Linked DNA regions of Mus musculus: all the other regions are linked to region 3. Evidence: chromatin contacts called from public ChIA-PET, HiChIP or PLAC-seq and promoter capture Hi-C data. All regions are on one chromosome and are shown on one strand. The core of a region is the stretch at or near the end of the contact, and the rest is flanking DNA. Distances in the headings are between cores, read along the strand shown. Region 1 holds the start of Ccz1 (CCZ1 vacuolar protein trafficking and biogenesis associated). Region 2 holds the start of 2900089D17Rik (a long non-coding RNA gene). Region 3 holds the start of Daglb (diacylglycerol lipase, beta). Region 4 holds the start of Lmtk2 (lemur tyrosine kinase 2). Region 5 holds the start of Bhlha15 (basic helix-loop-helix family, member a15).

Evidence for each region. Promoter capture Hi-C pulls out the DNA fragments that hold promoters and counts their contacts. ChIA-PET counts read pairs in DNA pulled down with a chosen protein or histone mark. HiChIP or PLAC-seq counts read pairs in DNA pulled down with a chosen protein or histone mark.
Region 1: an RNA polymerase II ChIA-PET map of memory CD8 T cells shows a contact between it and region 3, with 7 read pairs. The contact joins the promoter of Ccz1 here to the promoter of Daglb in region 3. A contact is called at or near these places in 2 of 39 promoter capture datasets (liver and stem cell-derived epiblast-like cells), 2 of 115 datasets of contacts at active chromatin or transcription factors (large pre-B cells and memory CD8 T cells) and 1 of 9 other capture datasets (pancreatic islet).
Region 2: a promoter capture Hi-C map of stem cell-derived epiblast-like cells shows a contact between it and region 3, with 4 times the contacts expected there. The contact joins the promoter of 2900089D17Rik here to the promoter of Daglb in region 3.
Region 4: a promoter capture Hi-C map of liver shows a contact between it and region 3, with 2.9 times the contacts expected there. The contact joins the promoter of Lmtk2 here to the promoter of Daglb in region 3. A contact is called at or near these places in 2 of 39 promoter capture datasets (erythroid cells and liver).
Region 5: a contact with region 3 is called in an H3K4me3 HiChIP or PLAC-seq map of embryonic stem cells, with 3 times the contacts expected there. The contact joins the promoter of Bhlha15 here to the promoter of Daglb in region 3. A contact is called at or near these places in 2 of 115 datasets of contacts at active chromatin or transcription factors (embryonic stem cells and pancreatic cancer cells).

The regions. Positions count from the first base shown.
Region 1 is chr5:144,013,603-144,016,302 of GRCm38.p6, reverse strand. Ccz1 (CCZ1 vacuolar protein trafficking and biogenesis associated) reads left to right here and starts at 1,450. Exons shown (of 15, transcript NM_177682.3): 1 at 1,450-1,604. The coding sequence starts at 1,491. It overlaps Gm24311 (a small nuclear RNA gene), which reads right to left and starts at 2,305; the gene lies at 2,202-2,305. Gm33427 (a long non-coding RNA gene) reads right to left here and starts at 1,144. Exons shown (of 2, transcript XR_377194.2): 1 at 327-1,144.
Region 2 is chr5:144,254,856-144,257,555 of GRCm38.p6, reverse strand. It overlaps 2900089D17Rik (a long non-coding RNA gene), which reads left to right and starts at 1,401. Exons shown (of 3, transcript XR_868683.3): 1 at 1,401-1,477. It overlaps Bri3 (brain protein I3), which reads right to left and starts at 2,331. Exons shown (of 3, transcript NM_018772.4): 1 at 2,037-2,331; 2 at 1,644-1,746. The coding sequence starts at 2,178.
Region 3 is chr5:143,463,131-143,465,830 of GRCm38.p6, reverse strand. It overlaps Daglb (diacylglycerol lipase, beta), which reads right to left and starts at 1,338. Exons shown (of 15, transcript NM_144915.3): 1 at 1,055-1,338. The coding sequence starts at 1,149.
Region 4 is chr5:144,099,063-144,101,762 of GRCm38.p6, reverse strand. Lmtk2 (lemur tyrosine kinase 2) reads right to left here and starts at 1,402. Exons shown (of 14, transcript NM_001081109.2): 1 at 987-1,402. The coding sequence starts at 1,089.
Region 5 is chr5:144,188,895-144,191,594 of GRCm38.p6, reverse strand. It overlaps Bhlha15 (basic helix-loop-helix family, member a15), which reads right to left and starts at 1,309. Exons shown (of 2, transcript NM_010800.4): 1 at 1,237-1,309; 2 at 1-574. The coding sequence starts at 523.

The sequences.
Region 1 (2,700 bases), core at 201-2,700, 550 kb before region 3:
TTTATTTGCTTATAGGAACAACAAAACTGTTTTTGAGACAGGGACTCATTCTGTAGCTCAGACTATCTTATAGCTGGTAATGCACCTGTTTCAACACCCTGAGCGCCTGTGCCCCCATGCCTAGAGAACCTATAGATTTTCAAAATAGTTCTTTCTGTATCAAAATGAAAATGAAGCACGTATGGGAAACACTTGTCGATTTGCATGCTTACATAGTTCTGTGTAGCAACTACAGTTTAGTGTTGCGTAAACGACTGCTCACGAATCCAATTTCAAGCAAAAACCTACCCCGTATCTCTTCTGTAACGGCTAGGGTATAGGATTACCTCACAAACACTTTAGAAGACAGATGAAATCTGAATCGACAGGATATTTTCCACTAGGCCTGTTGATTTATTCACTGAGAAGACTATAGATTTACAGGTTTTCACTTGTTCCAAGAAAATCAGCTTTGTTGGTGATAGGGTAGATTAAAAAAAAAAGGATTGATTTATTTTATACGTATATGTGTGCTTGCATGAATTTATGTGTGCCACATTTGAGCAAGTGCCCACAGAGGCCAAAAGAGGCATCAGATGCCCTGCAGCTGGAGTTATTGGCCATTATGAGCTGGAACTAAATCCAGGTCCTTAGTGAAAGCAGCCAGTGCTCTTAATTGTAGAACCATCTCTCCAGTTCTGTGGCAAGGTAAATTTGGACATTTTTGCTTTTGCTTATAGTCCATTGCTTATAATTGATGTAAGTAAAAGTGCTATATATTCGAGGTTGACCTTGACTTATGATCCTCCTGCCTCCACCACACCAGGGCGTGCCAGCCACACCCAGTTTATGTGGTGCTGAAGGGGAGAAGCAATTTCAACAAGTTGTCCTCTGACCTTCATACACGTGCCAGGACATCCCCCTCCCTGGAGGACAAATAAATAAATGTAAAACAACAACAACAACAACAACAACAACAACAACAACAAAACCAAAAACCAACCAACAACAGATGTAAACTGGCTACCTTCAAGAAAAATGTGTTCCCCTAAACGTTTTTTCACACTTAAAAAATACCGTATCCATGACGCCTTTAATGCCAGCACCCAGGAGGCTGAGGCATGAGGATCTCTGTGAGTTAGAGGCCAACCTGGTGTACATAGTGAACCCCTATCCAAACAAACAAACAAACAAACAAACAAAAGAAAAGAAACAACACCCCCCCCACCCCAATCCATTGTTACATTTCTCTTGAAATTCGTGGTCTTCGCCTTTAGCCATGACAGCCAGCTGAGAGCTGATATAATTGAAAACACTCCAGCCCAATAAACACGAGGGAACTGGTTCCACACGGACCTATCAGAGAGGGACTGGGCACTGCAGGTTTTTCTTCTGGGTCAGTTTCGAGCTCTTCCGGGCCGCCGGCTAGCGAGGCGGAAGTGCGGTGTTCCCTAAGGCTGCTGCCTCGGAGCGGGCGGAGGGGAGCCTCCCGAAACGGGGGCCGGGCCGGGATGGCGGCAGCCGCGGCCGGGCCGGGTGCTTGGGCGGCCCAGGAGAAGCAGTTCCCGCCAGCGCTGCTGAGCTTCTTCATCTACAACCCCCGTTTCGGGCCGCGCGAGGGAGAGGTAAGCCGAAGGGGCCGCGAGCCTGCTCCGTGCCCGGCCCCTGATGCCGCAGCCCGTCCTGGCAACGGAGGTCCCAGGTTAATCCCTCCGCCCGGCTTGAAAGTCTTTCCCATCGCGTCAGGTCTGGGCAATTAAGATCGAACTTGACTCCTCTCTTGGAATCTTCGATTGCAAAGGTGGAGCCAGATTGGTAGGACAGAGCTCCCAAAAGAGGGAAAATGAAACAAAACTAAAAACTTGGAGGCGCTTCACAAAGTTAATTTTTTCTTTTTTCTTGTTTTCCCCAAAATTGATGTTTTGTTTTCTGGAAATGTTACTGTTACTTTATTTTTCCTTCCGGCTAACTAAAATCTCATTGTGTTTTAACACATTTCTATCCACTAAACTGTTTGGTTGATATCTATGCTGGTTCCAGCTTGTGGCTAATGTCATTAATGTAGCAATAAAGATTTATGTGCAAGCATTTCTGTGATGGTAGGAGTTAAGAGTGCTTTAGGTGTATATTCAGGTATCATAGTCGAACTCTAGTAGAATCATTCTATCTAGGGTAAACATTAGAATGAAATAGTTTTTCACTGTGTCTAGGATAAACGTTGGAAAAAAATGGAACGCTTCACGAATTTGAGTGTCATCCTTGCACAGGGGCCATGCTAATCTCTGTATCATTCCAATTTTAGTATATGTGCTGCCGAAGGGAGCACCCAAAATCGAAGTTATAAGCGTTTTTTTTTACTCCGAGTTGACAGTGGCAACTTCCTCAAAACATGCCTAGAACTGTGTTTTGTTGCAAGCAGATCAAAGCCCTATTTAGGGGCTGGTGAGATGGCTCAGTGGGTAAGAGCACCCGACTGCTCTTCTGAAGGTCCGAAGTTCAAATCCCAGCAACCACATGGTGGCTCACAACCACCCGTAATGAGATCTGATGCCCTCTTCTGGTGTGTCTGAAGACAGCTACAGTGTACTTACATATAATAAATAAATAAATAAATAAATAAATAAATAAGTACTTACATATAATAAATAAATAAATAAATAAATAAATAAATCTTAAAAAAAAAAAGCCCTATTTAGAGGCTGTCAGCCCAAGTGCTCCCGA
Region 2 (2,700 bases), core at 152-2,651, 790 kb before region 3:
TGACTGCCTTGGCCCCAGACTATAGCAGCCATACTGCCCTGCTGTCCGTCCCCCCACACCCCAACCCCCAAGTTCAGGGGTCTGGTCCAAGAAGAGCCTCATGGGAACACTCCTGTCCACTGGGGGAGAGGAAAAAAAACAGAAACAAACCCAGCTGACTGTGGTAGGGCCAGGATCTGGTTGCTGGAACAAGCAGACATGAAATCCTAGTGAGCCCCCTGCACTGCTATGCCTCTCCCCACCTTCCTGCCTGCTTGCCACCTACCCCTATGAGACCTCTCCTTAAATCTGAGAGTTCAGCTAATATTTGTCCCATCCTCAGGGCTCTGAGAATTCCCATGCAGGGACTAGCCTCAAGGCCACACAGGAAGTCTCCCACCTCCATACAACTAACCCCCTTCTGTTCCCAGTGGCTCTCTCTCTGCACAGGAGACCCTATACTAATCCCCTTGGCTCAACAAGCTAGGACCACCTCCCAGTCTATGCTCCCTCTTTGGTGTGCCTCAAGCCCTCAGGTGGAAAGCTTGCAGAGAGAGAGGCGGCCAGCAAGACCAAGCTATCAGAGAGCCACCCCATCTACAGCTAGAGGAAGCAGCTGAGTCCCACTCCTCTCCCCTGCACCAGCTCCAAAAGCCAAGTCACTTGGGTCCCTGAAGGAGGACTCTAACTAACTGGCCTTCAGCCTTCTTCCCCCAAGCACATGATCAACCGAGGGTCCAGTGTCTTCCACCCTCAGTCATCTCTTGTGAGGCCACTCGCAAGTTTCCAAAATCATTAACTTCCTTATGGCTCCACTCTGCGCCTCTGACACACACTTTTGAAACGAAAGCTAAGTCCAAACAAGGGTTTCTTAATTCCATCTCAGAGACTTGGAACTTCCCCCTGCCAGACAAAGGCTGAAACCCTGCCCTGCACGAGCTGTACCTGGCCCATCCCCGGGTGAGTGGCCAAGTCCAACTTGGAAGCCGAATCCTCAAAGCCTGCCTAGAATGAGCCTGGCTGCATCTCTCACCTTCCATAAAGTCCCCACAAAGTTTCTGTCAGCTCCAGTTTGAGGGTAAAACAGCCACAACAACAAAACCACTCCAGCCCGGAACAAAGAAGCACGGGGTTTCCTCCTGGGCCAGCTAGTGGCCAGGAGTTGTTAAGCCCTGGTCGTCATTCTGCACCCTCACAGCCTTTGCTCTCTGCTGGCCACTTGGATCTCCTAAGTCCTTTGGCATACTGGCCTGCGGACTCAAGTCCCAATATCTCCTTAGTACTGGACACACTTGCGGAAACTGGAGGAAAAAAACCTAACAAAACAAACCCTGATTCGCTGCGGATCTCCAGTACTAGGGAGGAAAGACCATCAGTCTCCATTGTTAACATTCCTGCGTCCCACGCACTCCGGGTGCCATGCCTCCCAAATGCACTCAACTCCCCACAGAAAAGGGAACCCATCCTTCTGCCGCATAAAGTAAATTCAGAGCCAGGGGTGAGTGACCCCACCTTCTCCCACTGCAGTCCCTCCCCTGCGGGACTTCCCTCTGAGACAGGAGCCGGGCTGTGACCCCACCCCATCCCACCCCCGCTGGCCTTTTGCAAGATTCCGGCACGTGCGTTCTCCGCCGCCACCCCCCACCCCCAGGCTAGAGACTTACCTGCAGACCGGGCAGCCTCCGACCACGACGATGGAGTTGGCAGGATACCGGGTGACCGTTCGACTGTGGATGTTATAGACCCGGGGGTGGCTGGTGGGGATCCCTGTGGGAGCGGAGTGCTGATCAGCCCCGGGCGACTCGGCCCTCCTCCTCTCCTCCCTCCCTCCCCCTTAGCCCCCGTCCTCCCCGCCTCCAACGGGGCTGAGCGCGCCTGCGGGTGGGCTCTAGAAGCCAAGTGTGAACCCTCCGACACTAAGTTCACGGCCACCGGGGCAGGGCCTGGCCGGGCAGGGCGCTCCGGGTAGCAGCTGCCCCCCCGGCAGGCCCGCGCCGGGGACAGCGCGGTGCTTGGCCCGGAGGCCGTTCGGGGACCCCGAAGAGCTGCGGGCCCACCTGTGACGAGGTAGGGGTAGGGCGGCGGCGGGGGCGCGGTGGGGATGGCCCCGTAGCCGTGCGGGCCGCACGCGTAGTCGCCCTGGCCGGCCTCCAGGTTGTAGGCGGGCGGGCGCTCCTGCAACAGGGGCTTGTGGTCCATCGCGGCCCCCGGGGCCGCGCGCCCGCCAGCTCCGGCCCGGCTCGCTTCCTTCGGCCCGGCGGGGATGGCGGCGGTAGCGGCGACGGCGGTGTCCCGGGCAGCTCGGCCCAGTGAGGCGCGCGCCGGGCGGGGCGGGCGCGCCAAGGGTTCCCCGCCCTCCCGCCGGTCACAAGATCGGGGTCACGTGGGCGGGGCGGGGCGGGGCTGTGGGCGGGGTTTGGGCGAGGGCGTCTTAAAGACGCCTCAGCGGCTGCCGCTGGCGGGGTGTTGTCCTCGTTCAGTCCCGCCCCACAATGGATCTTGGACTTCCAGAGAAGTTCTGACTCCCGGCCACGGCCGGAGACCCAACAAGATCCTGGCCTCCTTTAGCTTTTGCTTTTTTTCTAAAAATAATAATAATAATGTTTGTTACAATTATTTGGGGGGAGGGTGTGTTTATATGAGTGGGCACGCATTTGGAAGCCAGAGAATAAATAACTTTCGAGAGTGGGTTCCTGCTTTCCACCATATGGGTCCTGAGAT
Region 3 (2,700 bases), core at 89-2,588:
TTAAAGATTGACATTCCAAAGCCCTAAGAGGTGTCATCTGAGGTGGGGAGGATTTAACTCAAAGCCTAGCATACGTGAAGCCCGGGCTCAAGCACTAGAGGGGAAAAAATAAAGGTAAGATTGGTCTAGATAACTTTTCTGTCCCCGTACCACCCCTCCCCCCGCACCTCTTTTTTTTTTTTTTTTTTGAGGGAGGGTCTTGTGCAACTCCCCTATGACTCACTGTATATCCAAGGATGACTGTGAACCGCAGATGCTCTCCGCAGATGCTCTTACACCACCCCCTAGTCCTGGGATTTACAGGTGAGAGCCGCCACTATCAGTTCTGTGTGGTGCTGGGGATCCCGTGCACACAAGGGCCTCCTTCATGTTAGGTGAGTACTCTACCAAAAGGAACTGTTACACCTTCAGCCCCTAGATAACTTTTTCTGTCCAAACACCAGAGCTCCGTGTCAGGAGTTTCAGACTAAAAACGATCTGAGAAAAACCCGGCCTGTCTAGAAAGGGCTTTGCTGCTCCTATTCCTTTACCTCTTGAGAATGCTTTTTTTCTAAGAACGTTATTCCTCGTCGGCAGGCGTGCCAGGGGCTGACTTCACCCACCGGTGCCGTTTCCCACTGAGCCTAGCTGCATTTTGCAAAACCGGCCTATTATCCTGGTTTCTATGAATTGCTCCGAAATTGCTATTTCCCAGATTATTGTTTTGCATTGACAGGGACTTTGATACCCTCCCAGCAAGAAAAAGGACAGGTGTGATCCAAAGTTCCGGAGCCGCGGGCTTCAGGAAGGAGAGACCTGGGGGCTATGGTTTTTAGATGCTCACATTTCCCTCACGCTCTCGAGGCTAGGGCTCGGCGCTGCACCCTAGGGCTCGGCTCCTACCCTGCAGAGCTGAAGGTCCCGGACCCTGTCAAATACACAGAGCGACTGCCTCTATATCCTAGGTGCAGACAGATTGTGCTCCGGGGGCGCGGTTGCCCCTTAAGCACCAAGAAGGCACGACTTTTGTCGCCTTAACCAGCGCGCCTCCCACCCTCACGGCGGCCTCACTTACCACAGCACACGCAGGAACAGCTCAAAAGACCCGGGGAACACCAAGTCGTCGCTGGCTAGAGACCAGCGCCGGCCGAACAGCACCATCCCCGGCATGGCGCACCTCCCACCGCGCCGCCTAAGCCGCGCGCACCCTTCTGACTCCGCGCGTGTCTGGAGGGGGTCCCCAGCAGCGCCAAGGCGCAAGCCTACGTAAAGACCCGCGCATGCGCCTCCGGCCCGAGTCCGGAGCGCGCCCACAAGAGACGCGCACTTTGCTGTCTTTGCCTCCTTCCCAGGTCCCCTGACCCGGAAGTCAGCTGCTGGCTGTTAAGTGCCGGTCGGTGGCGTATGAAGTCCATTCCGGTGTGGTCATTTCTGTTTAATAGACTGAGGATTTAAAAAGATCTGGAGAGAATGCTCTCCCTAGAGAGCCGCGCCTATGAATAGTGAAGCTAGGACGTAGGTCTGGGTCTCTGAATCTTTCTAGCTTGGGATGACTTTACTGTACGCCTTTTAGCACCTCCATTCCTCTTCTCTCTCTCTCCACACACACCGTGCTTTATCCATCTTCATCCCTTCCCCTGCCTGGTCTCACTAATGCTAGTTCCCATTCTTCCCCACGGTCCCCCTGGTGACCGAGGAGAACCATCAGACCTGGTCTAAATTATGTCTAAGACTTGCAAGTCTGTGCTTCGGCGTAAAGTGCATGTTAATCCTTTCCAGAGACTTTTCTAGCGGAGTCTTACATCAAAAGCCTCTAATTAGTGTCTGTGTTCCCTCATCATCTACCTGCTGTACTCCCACACACATTTTAGCTCCCCAGATTTTTAGTGTCGGTGGTGTGCATGTGTGTGTGCGCGTGTTTTTGCATGTGTGGTGGGGCGCACGTATGTAGGTGCCTGTATACATGTGCTCATGCATGTGGGGGTCTGAGGATGTTATCAAGAACTGTACCCAGCTCTTCCACCTTGCTGAGGCAGGTTCTCTCAATCAAACACAAAGCTCGGTGAGCCGGCTGGTCCTGCGAGCCAGCTTGCTGCGGAGATCTTCTGATTTCCCCCGTACCAGGCTGTAATAACAGGTGTGCTACCACACCCATCCTGCACTTTCCTGAGTTTCTGGGAATCTGAACTTTAGTCCTCACACTAGTATAGCAAGTGCTTTAACTCCTGAGCCGTCTCCTTAGCCCTTTTCCTAACTCTGGTTTCTTTATGGTGCTTAATCACTCCCTGGCCCAAGTCTGCCTGCTGCCAGACAAGCTGATCAACAGAGATGGTGTCAGGCAAGGGGTTTAGTTTTAAGATCTGGACTTATAATTAGCTGAGAAGATGCGGGATTTGTGAAAATGTCCATCCTGAGGATGGGGATGTAACTAAGTTGGCAGAGTACTGTGCCTGGCATGCACAAAGCCTTGGTTTCCAATCCTAGCTACTGTGTAAACCAGAAGTGGTGGGACAGGTGTTGGGAGGTGGAGACAAAAGGGTTAGAAATTGAGGGTTGTTGAGATTTGGTGTTGTCATGCTAAATTCTACACCCACAGGTCTAGGTCTTCTACTTACAAATTTTTGTTGTGCAAACCTTGTTCCTTGATTTAAAACTACTGATTAAATAAAATTGGCTACAGTCAATTGCTGGAGGAATTAGAGGTAACCTAGGTTTGGAGTG
Region 4 (2,700 bases), core at 153-2,652, 640 kb before region 3:
TTTGATCACCAGGGTTCCAGGATCCTCAAAGCAAAAGATGAAGAAATTGGACTAAATTATCTTTAAGCTTTCTTCCAACCTCTAAAGTTCTTTGAAATGTCAATACCTCCCCCTTCGTTGAAAAAAAAAAAGAAAGAAAGAAAGAAAGCCGTAATGATGGAAAGTTAGCCTAGATTTGTTTTTTTTTCTTAAAATTTCTGAGATGGTTTCTTTGGCTGAAGTTTTATTTATAAACTCCAAATCAAAACTATATGCAGAAAATACAGAAGGGCTGAGAGCTTGAAAAGAGAATCACTCGCTGAAATAGTTCAATTACCCTCAGGCCAATTTGTCAGTGGATACGCAAAAGCTGCTATGCTACTCCAGTCACTAGCTTCCTAAAACAAAATTATGTATCGTTTGTTCCTTTCTCATCCCCAGCGACTCATTCCGAAAAAATAAATAAATAAACAGATAAATAAACCAATAGCCCAACAACCACAGCATCTAAAATCAATTTACAACTTTAGAACAAGTTTCGGTGAGCCAAGGAAACTGCACAGCTTCCGCGAGTCATTGGTTTCATTTAAGGAATGACGAGAAATAAGAAACGGTTCTTATAATAAGACGGGAGAAAAGCCACCAGAGGCAGGTGACATCTGGAAGAAGAAAAAAAAAAAAAAGGAAGTGTCGAGGACAGAAGCTGGAGGTACCTTTAGGGCAACAAGTTTAAGAGTCCGGGAAAAAGAGTCCCCCGGGAGGTAGGGGAACCCATCGCTGCCACCTCGCCCCGCCGTCTTCCCCAACCCCCACCGTGTCGCCGCGCCCCCGCCCCCCATCCCACGCCCCTGCGGCAAGAAATCTCCCTGAGATCGCGGGCATCCCGCGGCCTCCTGCCCTCGGCAGGCCTCCGATCCGCCGCAGAGGTGGCCCAACCCCGCAAGCCCGCCGCCCTCGCCGCCGCCCCGCAAGACGCAGCGGCCCCGCAGCCCCCGGGCTCCGCTCACCTGCACCTGTTTGCGGAAGTGGCGCGGCCCGGGCACAGCCGACCGTCAGGAGCAGGAGCAGCAGGAGCATCGGCGGCGGCGGCGACGCCGGCGGCCCCGGCATCTCGTCCACCGCGCGGTCCCCCACGGGGCCGGCTCTCGGGTCGCCGCCTTCAGTCAGTCGGTCAGCCCTCCGCGCCGCCTCAGCGACACCGGCGCCGGCTGCTTCGGGACACACGTCTCTTTAGCCAAACGTCAACCTTGTTCCTGGTCTGCATCCGCCGCTCTGGCCTCGGAGCCAGCATCATCCTTCCCGCCCGTCAGCGCCGCCACCGCCGCCGCCGCCGCCCCTCAACAGCAGCAACGGCGCCCAGCCTGCGGAGCCGCGGGCCCAGGCAGCCGCGCTCCCGCCGCCATGATGGGCTGCGTCATGTGACGTAGAGCTGAGGCGGGATGCCGGGACCGACACCTGGACCAGCCAATCGTCAATCCATACTGACTCCGGGAGCCCCACCCTCTCAGCCATAGGCGGCAAGGTGGCGATCGGTGCGCCCCCTGCAGACAGAGGAATGAGGCGTGGGCAGCAGGTAACATCGACAATTATTTTAGGAAGATATAAAGAAGTCCATAATAACCCACATAATTTAATCTGGGACTTTTGTCTCTCTTTCTCCTACTTTTTATTTTTCTTTTCTAATTTTTACCAACATGGTTCTCGGTATTTTATCCCCGGTTTTACTTTCTTCATTTTCACTTATCAGAACTTTCTTAGCCTCTTCTTCTTAGGCTGACCCTCATATCAGATAAGCTCTTGAGGAAACGTTGAAATTTTTAAAAATTTTAATTGATCAAGCACAGAATGTTTCTGACTTCACTTACTGACGTAGCAGTGAGCTCAAGCCAGCTCCTCTGCCAAGACAGCCAGCCCTTCCTGCCCCCTCTTGTTCACCTGGCAGATGCGCATCCTTTCATTCGTCAAGACACACCTGGAATATGTATGACTTCATCGATGGCTTCACCCCAATCCCACAAATAACTGAGCATCCACAGCCCCGACCTAGCCCAGCCCTGGGCCGACTGTCATGTTTTATTGTTCCTGTGACTGTAAACCCCTTGAGGACAGCAGCCCTGTCTTGAGTCACCTTGGAGCTCCTCCTGGGTGTTCTCTACTGGAACTGTGCTAGGTGTTGGTGATGGGTGTGAGGAGGGAGCAACTTCCAGGTGAGGTAGAAGATGTCTCAAATGCAATGAAGAGATTGCTTGCCTTGCAAGCTTGAGGGCCTGAATTTGATCCCCAAGAAATCCACATAAAGAAAATCTAACCTTAGTGGACAATGCTTGCTGAAGAGGCAGAAAAAAAGATGGCTCGTAGGACTCGCTGACAAGCCAGACAAACTTGCTAGGTAAGTTTCGGGCCAATAAGAGACCCTGCCTCAAAAACAAAAAGTGGACCCTGACCCCGAGGAAAGACACTCTTCTGGCCTTCACACACACACACACACACACACACACACACACATACATACACAGGGACAGGTGGAGAAAATGCACACACATAAACAAATCACATGCAAACACAAGCAACACATACATCCATGCACACAACACATACATCCATGCACACAACACATACATCCATGCACACATAATAGAAAGGGAGAAAGTGTTTGACTGTAACACAGCTCTGAGCCCCTTCCTTGGGGTTGGGGAGACCACCTTTGCTGACTCTGGGAGT
Region 5 (2,700 bases), core at 60-2,559, 730 kb before region 3:
TGACACCAAGCATGGCCCCAGCTACCTGCTGCTGCTGCTGCTGTTGCTGCTGCTGGTGATGGTAGTGCTGGTATAATTTAGGGCCTGGCGCAGGACCTGGTGCCTCCAGCCCCGGGAGGCGGCTGCTGGACATAGTAAGTATGGTGGCGGTCAGCGACTTGATATAGTTCTTGGCCAGCGTGAGGGTCTCGATCTTGGAGAGCTTCTTGTCAGCCCGCACGTGCGGGATGACCTCGCGCAGTGCCTGGAAGGCATTGTTGAGTTTATGCATCCGCTGCCTCTCTCGCTCATTGCTCTCCAGCCGCCTCTGAACACTGTTCTCCCTGCGGCCACCAGACCCCTGTCGCCGGCGGCTGACCTCTCCCCGACCTCCGCTTGCACGCGCTGTCCTGCTCCGGAGACCCTTTGTCAGCTCTGACCCCCCTGAGCCTGACTGGGGTCTGTCAGGTGTCTGCTCTCCTGGGGTGGCTTCTGTGTCCTGCATGGGTGTTCGGCGCCGAGGGGGCCGGTTTTTGGTCTTCATAGCTCCAGGCTGGTTTTCCCAGGAGGTGGTGGCTGGGTGAGGCCCTTCCAACTGAAATTCAGAACACAGCCCCTCTGCAGTCATTCAGTGTGGCCAGTGGACACGCGGCATGGCTGTCTCATTGCTTCCTTAGCCAGTGCAGCTGACCACTGGTGCTTAGTGGACACCTAGGCGCTTCCCGTCCACACTGAACCCTGAGTTGACTCACCTGTGCTCCCAAAGCCCTGGCTGAGTTCACACTGACCCACTTTTCTCTAACCTACCATCCCTTCTTCCCTCCCCACTTATCTGGGAACCCATTTTGGGTCCCCTGCTCCTCCTGAGCCTCCGTACTTGACAATTTGCTTAAACCACCCAGGAACAGGTCCCAACCCTGGCTTATGGGTCCCCCCCGCCCCCCGACACTGTCATTTGTCCCAGACAGGCAGCACCCTTTAAACATCACGTTTACAGCTGGACATGACACAGGTCCAGACATGATCAGAACCAGAACCTCAGTGAGTGCACGCAGGACAGCTCACAGGTCAGACTGATAGTTGCCAAGGCCCTGCAGCAGCCCCCAGTTCTACCACGTGGACAGCACCAGCCAGTCTGAGTGGAAGCCACCATCCCATCTGTCTGTCTGTTTTCCCCTACAGCTGCCAGGCGTCTGATCAAGCTTCTGGGGTTCCCTCCCAGCAGTCCTATATAGTTTCCCCAACCCCTTGGTTTACCTGGGGATTCGAGGCCGTACGCGCAGAGGCTGCCCACGGGGGACAAGGACACGTAGCTTTAGCCACCACGGGCGGGGCTGCGGGAAGCATGTAAATGAGTTCGCTGGGAGGGGCCAGGGCGGCACCTGCGGCCACGCCCCTCGCTCTGAGGACCCGTGCGGACCCGCCTTCCCTTCCCTCCCTCCAGTTCTGAGAGCAGGCGACCTCTCTGGGGACTTGCCAGGGCGGGGAGGGGGGGGGGGGGACCCGGATCGCATCTGGCCAGGACACCTGGCCTTGGGGTTAAGAGTCAGAACAGAGTCTAGGATAAGCCACCCTGCATAGTCTTGCAGGAACCACATCCACCTCCCTGAGCGAAGCTGGCAAGCTCTCTCCTTCCCTGCCCTGGAGCACCCTGGTTTCTCCAGCGGACTCTGCTAGTCCTAAGGGCTCAAGGACAGGGCTGTTCCTCTTTTTGTCTCCCCTTACTGAAATGGGGTGCAAGGGGGTGCCACCCATGTCTACCTATCTGTTGCTAGCTCCTGCCTTGGTTTCCCGAGGTTACAAGGGAATTACAATATAAAAGGTTATGGGGCAGTAAGATGCCTATGGGTAGAGGGGAAGATGCCAAGACTGAGGAGCCTGGGACCCACAAAGTGGGAGGAGAGAACCAATTCCCCCAAGTTGTTCTCTGACCTCTATGTGAGTGTCATGTTGCTCACAGAAAACAGGTTTTCTTGCTAGCCTTTATCTGTGTGTCTATTTTTGGTGTATGTGCATGCTCCTAGGTCAGAGGGACAGCTTGCAGGAGTCTGTTCTCTACTTCCACCACGTTGTGCCGGGGTCGAACTCAAGTCCTTCGGTTTGGCTGCACGTGACGTTACCAGCTGTGCCATTTTGCTAGCTGTAGCACACTGGCTGCCCTTGCGCACCTGACCCTCCAGTGTCTCCTCTGCCTCCCAAGTGCTAGAACTGCAATTGGGTCATGGCACACTCAACTAAAATGTGCTGAAAATATATATTCTTTGATCCAGTGACTGTTGTAGTTACAGATGTGTGTTGGGGCAGTGTGGTGCTAGGGACCAAACCAGTGTTTCTTCACATGTGCTCAGCTCAGCTACATCCCTGGCTCTTTTTTTTCCTTTTAGAGACAGACTCCAAAGCCAAGGCTGTCCTCAGACTCATGGCTACCCTTCTGCCTCAGCCTCTTGCTGCAGGAATCATAAGGGTAACTGGTCACTAGGCTCAACTAATAGTAGTGTGTCTCCCCCCCACCCCCCCATTAATAGGACAGGTCTAAACAACTCAGCCAGGACTCTGCATAGCTCTGGCTAAGTTCAGCAGGCTTGGGTCTCAGTACTTGTGACACAGTCATGTGGGCCATGGTTCTGGTAGAAAGCTGTCACCTCCCTCATGTCATTTGGACTTCAATGAAAGGACTGGGGGCGGGGGGAACTGAGACACCCCCATACTGCATACAACTGC